Regions from separate parts of the Mus musculus genome. Here region 1 is linked to region 2. The links are chromatin contacts, called in public HiChIP or PLAC-seq maps. All regions are on one chromosome and are shown on one strand. The core of a region is the stretch at or near the end of the contact, and the rest is flanking DNA. Distances in the headings are between cores, read along the strand shown. Region 1 overlaps Mgat5 (mannoside acetylglucosaminyltransferase 5). Region 2 overlaps Mgat5 (mannoside acetylglucosaminyltransferase 5).

Region 1 (4,686 bases), core at 102-2,601, 120 kb before region 2:
CATCTTTGGGAGCGGAAAACGATGGAGGGTGTTGGGATGAACAGACATAACTTCTACTTTACCTTGATTTTCCCCTCGCAGTGGGGGTAGCCATCCATAGGAGGCAATACACATTTTTCCTGAACTCCATTAATGATATCTGCAAAAAATGGGAAACAAAAGAAACCATGAGAACCATAACACAGAAGCCCAACATCACAGTCCACGTAGGCTGAAGGACAAACTGAAATAGAGAGTTCTCCGTGGAGGCAAGGTTCTGATCCATGCAACCCCTCCAGCTACAGGTATGGCTGCCACCACAGCAGAACACTGTTGCTGGGAGTCAGGGGAGTAGTGGTAAGAATGAAAATGGCCCCCACGGACTCACAGGGAGCAGCATCATTGGAGATGGGGCCTTGTTAGAGGAAGTGCATCACTTGGGGTGGGCTCTGGGGTTTCAGAGGCTCAAGCCAGGTCCAGTGGCTCACTGTCGGTGCTGCCTGCAGATCCGGATGTGGAACTCTCAGCTACCTCTCCAGCACCACATCTGCCTGCATGCCACCACAATAATGGACTGAACCTCTGAACTGCAAGCCAGCCCCAGTTAAATGGTGTCCTTTATAAGAGTTGTTGTGGTCATGGTGTCTCTTCACACAATAGAAACCCTAACTATGACTGGGGCCATGCCATCAACAAGGAGATTTTCTGGGATCTTAGCAGTCCTTACAAAGAAAGGTATGTCAGCATCTATGACAGTCACTCTTCACCCCGCCCCCCATCTGCTTGTGCTCATACGTGCATGCAGGGGAGGCTAGCGAACAATCTCATGTGACATTCCTCAGGAACATTCCATAGTTTTTGTTTTATTTTATTGAGATATGGTCTCTCACTGGCCTGAAACTCACTGCATAGGCTAGGCTGGCTGTCCAGCAAGTCCCAGGGTTCTTCCTGCCTCTACCTCCCTAGTGCTGGGATTACAAGTATGTGCCAACACATGTGGCTTCCTACCATAGTGGGGATTAGACAGATCTTTGTAAGCATTTCCCCATGATCACCTCTCCAGACTCTGCAACGGTTCATTTTAAGAACCCAATCACCTTGACTTTTATTTAGAACTGAATGGCATCTGATAGGTTAAAAGTACCTGGTTATCTTCCCATCGTGGTTTTAAAGGGGCGGTGAGAAGAACAGACAAAAATGAGCTTACAATCCCCGCCCCTAAACTTTGGGAACTATGGCCATCTGTCTGTCCTCCCACTGGAAACTGAGCCAAATCTTCCTATCTAGCTCTGCTGCCAACAGCCAGGATAAGCATCTTCAGGAGGGAGGGTGACACTCTGCCCCTGGTACCTCGTACGTACTTCCTCTTAAAAGATAAAGAGTCTCCAGCAGCTGTTTTGTATGTACAACAAGGCAGCGTTTCTCCTTGTACACCTGATAGGAACACGTGGCCATCTTATCAGATGGCCCCTGCAGAGGGAGTCCATGCAAGCTCCGCCACTGGCCCAGTGCTTGGCACCAGCCAGAAGCCAGCGATCTCGACATCTGGCCTGGAGATACAGCTCTTGCAAGCACTTTCCTCTGCCAGCTTGGCTGTAAGAACCTATAAGTAAATCAGAGGGAACTGCTCAAGGTGAAAGATCATCTCCTGTTAGAAATGACTCAATACAACTTATTCTCTATTTGGAAAAACTTTGTCTAGGCCTATTTCACACCATGGAGAAAAGTGAATTTCTACAACGAAGTCTCAGACAGATGTTTTAGTTACTTTTATGCTGCTGTGATAAAACAACATGATCAACCCCAAATTTGGCTCTCGGCCCAAAAGGAAGCCAAGGCTGGAATTCAAGTAGGTCAGGAACCTGGAGGAAGAGGCTGAAACAGAGCCACGAATGAACATTGCTTACTGGCTTGCATGACCCTCATGACTTGTGCTGGCTGCTTTCTCCTACAACCTAGGGCCACCTTCACACCACATCCATCCTTAATTAAGACAAGAGCACATAGGCATCCCAACAAGCCAATCTTTTTTGTTTGTTTTTGTTTTGTTTTGTTTTTGTTTTTGTTTTTTGAGACAGGGTTTCTCTGTGTCATCCTGGCTGACCTGGAACTCACTCTGTAGACCAGGCTGGCCTCGAACTCAGAAATCCGCCTGCCTCTGCCTCCCGAGTGCTGGGATTAAAGGCATGCGCCACCACGCCCGGCTCCAACAAGCCAATCTTATGGAGGCATTTCCTTAATTCTCTCTTCCCAGATCTGCCTAGCTTTGTGTGAAGCTGAAGTGCACCAACCAACCAGCACATCACTTAATCTCTGCAGAAGATCTCAAGGTCACAGGAAGCTGTCTGCTCCCAAAGGGCCGGGGAAACCAAGGTGTAGCTAATCCACAAAATCTACTTGCAGCCCCTTCGGAGTCACACAGATTGAGTGTCCCTTGTTTAAGATGCTTGAGACCCCTGGTTCAGACTTCACAGTTCTTTATATGTTCACAGGCTTGACATTAGGTTGTACATTCCTAACAGAATATCCCAAATCCAAAGGGTTCCCAAGTCAGAGTTTCTATTTTGAAATGATGGGATTTTTTTTTTTTAAGTTATTTACTTAACTCTCATCATGTTTCCCCTCGCTGTAGCTTTATTTCATATCTCATATGCATACACATACATACATGATGTTCTGTATCTGTATGAAATGTAGAACCACAATGAGAGAGAGCATGGTGTATCTGTGAGATCAGCTTGAATCTGCTATATGATTCTCTCCAATGGCGCTCTTTTTATTTTTATTTTTCAAATAGCATCCTATCAACTTCTACAGCACTTTGAAACACATGTCTTGTATTTTATTAGTTTTTCTAGATTTTAGCTGAAAGAGTGGAAGCACCATCTGCCTCATACTTTACAGGAGACTCCCCACAAGCATATATGCTGACCCTCTGCCTTTTCTGATTCCTAAAACTAGAGCCTGGAGAGATGAAAAAGATCCCTAGTTCAATGAGGAAACAAATCAAACTCATGAAGCCCTTCCTCTTTTGAAGGCACCATGAATCTCTACCATAAAGCTTTATCCTTTGGGGGTATGCACGTGTGTGAGTGTGGCTCTGCGTGTGTGAACATTTACACACCAAGCATGGCACGTGGAGGTCAGAGGGCAACCCCAGGTGTCAGTACTCATCTTCTGTCTTGTTTGAAACAGGGTCTCTCATCCACTGCTGTGTAATGCCAGACTAACTTATTCCTGAGTTTCTGGGGACTCTGTCTCCACCCCTAATCTTGCTGCAGGAACACTGGCATAAGAGACATACACTGGTCCTCATGATCGTGTGGCAAGCGCACTGAGCCATCTCTCCAGCACAGATTTTCCTTCTAGATCAGGATTCTTTCTACCCAACTGTGTCTAGTATTCACAGGCACACACCACAGTCACTTCATTCATACTCTGTATAGGAAACATGAGCAGAGAGAGTGTGGGGTAAACCGACCAAATAGTATTCTGCTTAGAAAGGCACCTTCGATGGCCTCCTGGACTTGCTAAGTAAGAACTCAAAGCTAGGGCATTACCTGTGTGCAAATACTATAAAACTGAACAGAAATTTACATGAAAACACATTGCCATACAGGGGCCTGGAGAGATGGTTCAGGGTGAAAAGCAACTGCGGCACAAGAGTGAAGACCAGAGTTCAGGTTCCCAGCACCCACGTAAATGCCAGGCAGATGTGACGGCCTGCCTCTGTTGCTAGTGGTGTGGGGGCAGAAGAGACAGGGCATTCCCAGAGCATCCTGTAGCTACAGTAGCCAAACTGGTGGGCTCAACTGGCTTCAAGAGAGAGGCTCCGCCTCAAACCACAAGCTGGAGAGCAACCGATGAAGATGTGTGGTATCAACCTCTTACCTCCACAAGCGTGCACACGCGTGTGTATGCTAACACACAGGTGAAAACACACATACATATGCATGCACAGGACACAAACATATATAAACAAAAAAGATTCCCCAAAACAATTTAGCCCAAACCATCCCTGACTACTTATTGTTCCTTTTGTCATGTACTCTGTTCTTAGCTTCCTGCAGGATTATCTGCCTAATTACGCTTCTAAGCACTAGTCAGCAGGGAAATCAGGCAAGGGATGCTGCAGAAGAGGGACAGGCCAGAGAAGGGGAAGGTAGTTTGATGTGTGTTCCAAAACCAGAGAGCTTTACTGAGGATAATCCCAGCCCTATGAATGGAGACAAGCAGCCAACCCTCCAGGCCTAAGAGGGTGGAGAGGGGAGATGATTAGAGCCTAGGACGGATGCGGGGTAGCATGGGAAGAACTATGGCAGGACAGCAGAGCAGGCACTGCAGGCTAAAGGCTTGTGAATGCCAGGCTCAGAACCCAATGTCTGGATTACCACTGCAAGCAAAGGGAAAGCTGCTGGATGCTAATGTAGTTTGGGGAAGCAACCAATATGCATTGAGAAGAAAACAAAAACAAAAACTCTTGACCATTTTATTTTGTGTGTTAAAGATAAAATCACATTAAGGATACTGTACTCCAAAAGAAAACTACCATATAAGATCTTTACAGTTGAACAGAATTTTATATCCAACATTAACTGTTCAGGAGTTGAAGCTCACCTTGCCTAGCATGTGCAAAGCCCTGGGTCCCATCCCTCACATTCCCATAAAGAGGGTGCGGTTACACACCTGTAGTCTCAGTGTAAGGGA
Region 2 (4,682 bases), core at 181-2,680:
ACTCACCCTACTCCCTCCCAACATATTCCTCAATCCCTGCCAGGTGTACTCCCAGGAATAGACAGACAGACAGACAGACAGACCATTTCACTTTAATAAAGAGGTTTTGATAACACTTTATTTGATAACACCTCTGATAACAGACACACACACTACACACACACACCCCTACACATCCCTTTATACTTAAATAAAGAGGTTTAGATAGTGCCTCTCGAAGGCCAGATGCTGGCCACTAAGGCCCTCTGATTCAAGGTCTGCTTAGCTCAGTGGTTCTAACATAACACCCCCTATCATTTGTACATTATCTTCCTGGCCCCACCCTCCTCACTCTGCATCCTTGCCAAACTCTATGTCTCTGTGCTGTTTCCACCTCTCTCACTTGGTGTGGACACTCCTCTACGCAGACTCAGCAACCAGGGAGGACATCTATTTCTCCTTAACTCTGACACAGCATCTCACACAAAATTCACCAGAGATATTTGCCAATCCACCAAATCTACATTTTTATGATTTTATTTACTATTCTGACAGTGGACATTCAGACATGTCTGAATGAACTTTAATGAACATTTTCCATGTTTAACACTTCCAAAGCTTGGTTTAATCTCCAGCCAAGTATTGGTAATATTGGCATCCAATCCCTGGGTGTGTAGAGGTTGGGAAAGCCAGTAGTAACTGTTCTCACCACGTGCTTCCTGCCCAGCAGGAACTCAGTAACGGTTTCAGCGCTCCTGACCCTTCCTATTACTAAGCTCTCTTCAAGTTTCGTTTCTGTTACTGTGATAAAATAACACACCACCAGGAAGAAAGAGTTTAAGTCACAACTACAGGTTACAGTCTATCCCTGTGGGGGGAAGGCATGATAGCAGGAGCTTTGAATCGACTTAGTCACCTCCACAGTAGAGAGAATCGAGAAATGAATGCATGCGCACTTAGTGCTCAGCTAGCTTTCTATACTTTTACACAGTTCAGGGTCTAAACCAGGAAATGGTGCTCGGACACAGTGCGCTAGCTGGGTCTGCCCACATTCATTCAGGCAAGCAAGACAATACTCCCAGACATGCCCAAAAGCCAGCCGGATCTAGACAAGACAATTGAGGCTCTCTTCCCCAGGTGATTGTAGGTTCTGCACAATTCGCAATTAGAAATAACCATCGGGCCCCGTAAGGGGACGATGATGCTTAGCAATGCCACAGGGTAGGAAGCAGAGTTCAAATCTCAACTCCTCAAATCGTGGTTGTGGGACTTTGGGGAAATTTTAACCCCACCACTCAGCTGCTGTGCAGACCTAAGTCACTCACCAAAGCAGCATGTTTGGAGAAATGAGCCACTTTCTGGCCACTTTCTCCCACCATGATCAGAGACTGCTATGACATCAGTAGACGATATTATCTTGTGGGACGATACAGGATGTATGATACAGACGGGTGATAATGTCACTGTGTGGCTATGTGTGGCATTTCACTATAACTTCATCTGTAAAAGGAAAGTCAGCCTCACCAAGCTTGGATCCTCTGGACATGCAGGAAGCACTCTTAACGGCTGAGCCATCTCTCCAAGCCTAAGATTATTACTCTGCCTGCCACTGTCAAGGATTGAACCCAAGCTCTCTCTGTGCATGCTATTCACATGCTCTGCTGCTGAGCTATCCCCAGCTCTACCAAGAACACACGAGTCCTTACTGTCCCTGAGCACCAAATATCCATGTGACACATACTTTACACGTGACACCAGAGAAATCTTTCCTGCATGATGCACTGCTATTACAGGATATATATATATATATATATATATATATATATGAATGATGGTTCTTTTCAATTAAATATTAAAAAAAACTCAAACAATTAAATGAGGAAATATCAAGTTTTGGGCAGCTTTTGGCAGTTCTAAGGGATCTGACATCATTTTCCTGCCTCCACGCCATAACACTCATGTGCCCCACCCCTCATCCAGACACAAGCACAAATAATCATTTAAAAAAATTTTTTTAATGGGGTCCAATTTTCTGTTATTCCTTGTCTTGGGATCTTTGCTGACAGCTGACAAGGTTGACCACTGAAATGGGAGGCTGGTGCCTAATGATCACTTGAGCCTGGAAGTTGAAGGCCAGCCTGGGCAGTATAGTGAGACTCTGTTGCAAGAAGAAAAAAAACAGAAAAGCAAGAAGAATATGAGGAGGAGGAGGAGGAGGAGGCGGTGGCGGTAGCATAGGAATGTGAGCCCTGCTGCTCCTCTCGATCCTGTTATGGCCACCGTTCAGTTCAATCCTATTTAGTAATGAGTACTTACTTACTCAGTTAACCAACTAAATCCAGGGGGCTTGCTACTTCTTCATTTAATTGTTGGAAGTTCTTTTTTATCTCTATTTCCCTCTTGCCTTCACTTCTTCCCTCCCCCCTCTCCATGTGTGGTGTATGGGTGCCTATGTGTGAGTGTGTGATCCTGTGTGTGTCCACCAGTGTTCGTGCACCAGTGTGTACACACTCGAGTTCACTTGTGGAGATCAGACCTTTCCAGTAAGATAGACTGTTAAGCAGACTATGTCAGTGTTTCCTTTTCTTCAATCTATGATTAAAACCATTCTAACAACCACAACAAAGGCCCAAAGAGTTAAACAAGGAATTAAAAACAAGGATTTGAAATAGATATTCATGATTGTTAATCTCTTTTGTCAGTTTGAGGGGGGTTTAGACTCTCCAAGGAACTACACATCAGGGTGTGTCTTTGAGGGTGTTTCCAAAGTAGTTTCACTAAAGGAGAACCTACCCTGAAGATGAGCAGGACTTTCCCATGGGCTGGGATCTTAGGGAATAAAAAGGAGAAAGTGAAAAAGGAGACAGTGAGATGAGCCCCAGCATCCATCTCTCTCTGCTTCCTGCCTGTGGATACAATGTGGCCAGCGCATCCCACCCCTGCTGCTGCTGTGATGATGTACATCTGACCTGGGAGCCAAAAGAACCTTAGGCTGCTTCTGTCAGTTACACTGCCACAGCAACCAAAAAAACAAAAAACAAACAACAAAAAAAACAAACAAAAAAACAAACAAAAAAACAAAACAAAACAAAACAAAACAATATATCAAAGCAAACTATAATCAAATGTGGCAGGCCCGTGAAAGAGACCTCTACCATCTCACACTTATTTTTTTCTTCTAGACAGTCTCCCCTAGCCCAGGCTGGCCGCCTGCCTCCACACCCTGAATGCTGAGAGGACAGACATTCAACACTAAGCCCAGTTTATGTGCTTCTGGGGATAGAACGCAAGACTTGGTCAACGCCAGGGGAGCACTCTGCCAACTGAGCTCCATCCCTGGCCCTCGTCACATCCTCAATCGGAAGAGAACTAAATTCTACTACTCTATTAAACTGATTTGCAAGTTATTAATAACCAATGGGAGGTCAGAGCAGCGGTGAACCCTGAGGCTGCAGGGGCCCCAGACTTCTGACTGCTTCGGGGAGCTCAGGAACCAGGAAGGCCTGGAGACCAGAGGGAGGAATCCCTGACTCAGATCCTGCCCTCAGGACCGGGAGGGCCAGAGGCCATCACTCAGCTGTTAAGTGAGTTACCAGGTAACAGTGTACCCAGCAGAAAAAAATGCATTCACTAAACCAGAGCCAGATTACACAAAACTAGAAAATTACCTCACTTCCTTCCTGTTCCTCCCAGACCCAGTCTGGCTCCCAAAGCAAGGGCCCAGCAGCCCAGGCAATGAGCTCGGCAAGCAAATGGCTGGGTACAATACATCCTTCCACCAGGCAGGCACAACATAATGATATACATGGTCCTTCCCTCCAGGGACAGTCGAGGGGGCGTGCTGGAATCCAGGATAAACGTCTGCCTTTCACTAAAGCCTTAAGTTGCATAGGCTGGAAACCCACTGACAGCTCTAAATGCCCCCACCTAGCAAGTGCCCTGTATCCAAGCTCCTCCTGCCTCCAGCTCCACCACCCGCAACTGGCCTCTTCTCTTCCTTGTCCAAGCCTATCTGGATATTCCCAAAAATCTTGGCTACAAGCATTAAATCTAAGGACCCTGAATTTCACCAGAACTAATCCAGTGATGCTGCTAGCCACCACAGAACAGCCTAGAATGCTGGCCACTCTGGAACATGAAAGACGCTTCTAAAGTTCCAGCAAATTTACCAGAACCCCCTTCAGGAGCTATAATCATTAAGATACTTACACAGGAAGGAGCAGAAGTAGGACATCAGAAGAGCTGTACAAGTGATTGCCAACCCAATGACTGCCTGCTGCAGCAAGTATAACCTCCCCTCCCACATCTCCTCACTTCCAATTTTCTTTGTGCTCACTGTTCTGGGAGGAAGGCCTAAGAACCTCCCAGAAATCCACAAAACGTTGATGATCACACAAGGGATGGGACAGGAGGAGCCGACAGGGAAGAGGGTATCAGTGTGGATCCTGTATCTGCTGATCCTTGACTCCCATAGCATAAGGTCTTTTCCTCCTGAAGCAGTTAGCGCACCAGTCAGGGAGGGCCTTGAGAAATACAGCTGGCTGCTGTAGGCAAACAGTCCTCTGGTGGCATTTAATATGCTGAGTGAGCGGCTTAATCACCCAGCAGGGTCTAGCAGGCAATATAGAAAACCCCTAGGAGACAGGCAGCCTTGAATGGAAAACATTATCATTTAAAAAAGGATTAATAACAGGCCAGTCTAG

What was found. HiChIP or PLAC-seq counts read pairs in DNA pulled down with a chosen protein or histone mark.
Region 1: an H3K4me3 HiChIP or PLAC-seq map of the SCID.adh cell line shows a contact between it and region 2, with 12 read pairs. The contact joins two enhancer-like sites. A contact is called at or near these places in 3 of 39 promoter capture datasets (the C10 cell line, the HPC-7 cell line and stem cell-derived epiblast-like cells) and 10 of 115 datasets of contacts at active chromatin or transcription factors (CD8 T cells, the SCID.adh cell line, bone marrow-derived dendritic cells and 6 more).

What each region holds. Positions count from the first base shown.
Region 1 is chr1:127,360,601-127,365,286 of GRCm38.p6, reverse strand. It overlaps Mgat5 (mannoside acetylglucosaminyltransferase 5), which reads right to left. Exons shown (of 18, transcript NM_145128.3): 5 at 63-139. Among named protein-coding and RNA genes, the nearest start is that of Gm23734, 12 kb to the left of the region's middle. Within about 2 kb of position 1,351, at least 20 of the 459 cell types and tissues checked have an H3K27ac peak or open chromatin away from gene starts, as enhancers often do. A contact at or near this core is called in the SCID.adh cell line, where this site is marked.
Region 2 is chr1:127,239,074-127,243,755 of GRCm38.p6, reverse strand. All of the region lies in intron 1 of Mgat5 (mannoside acetylglucosaminyltransferase 5), which reads right to left. Among named protein-coding and RNA genes, the nearest start is that of Mgat5, 36 kb to the right of the region's middle. Within about 2 kb of position 1,430, at least 117 of the 459 cell types and tissues checked have an H3K27ac peak or open chromatin away from gene starts, as enhancers often do. A contact at or near this core is called in the SCID.adh cell line, where this site is marked.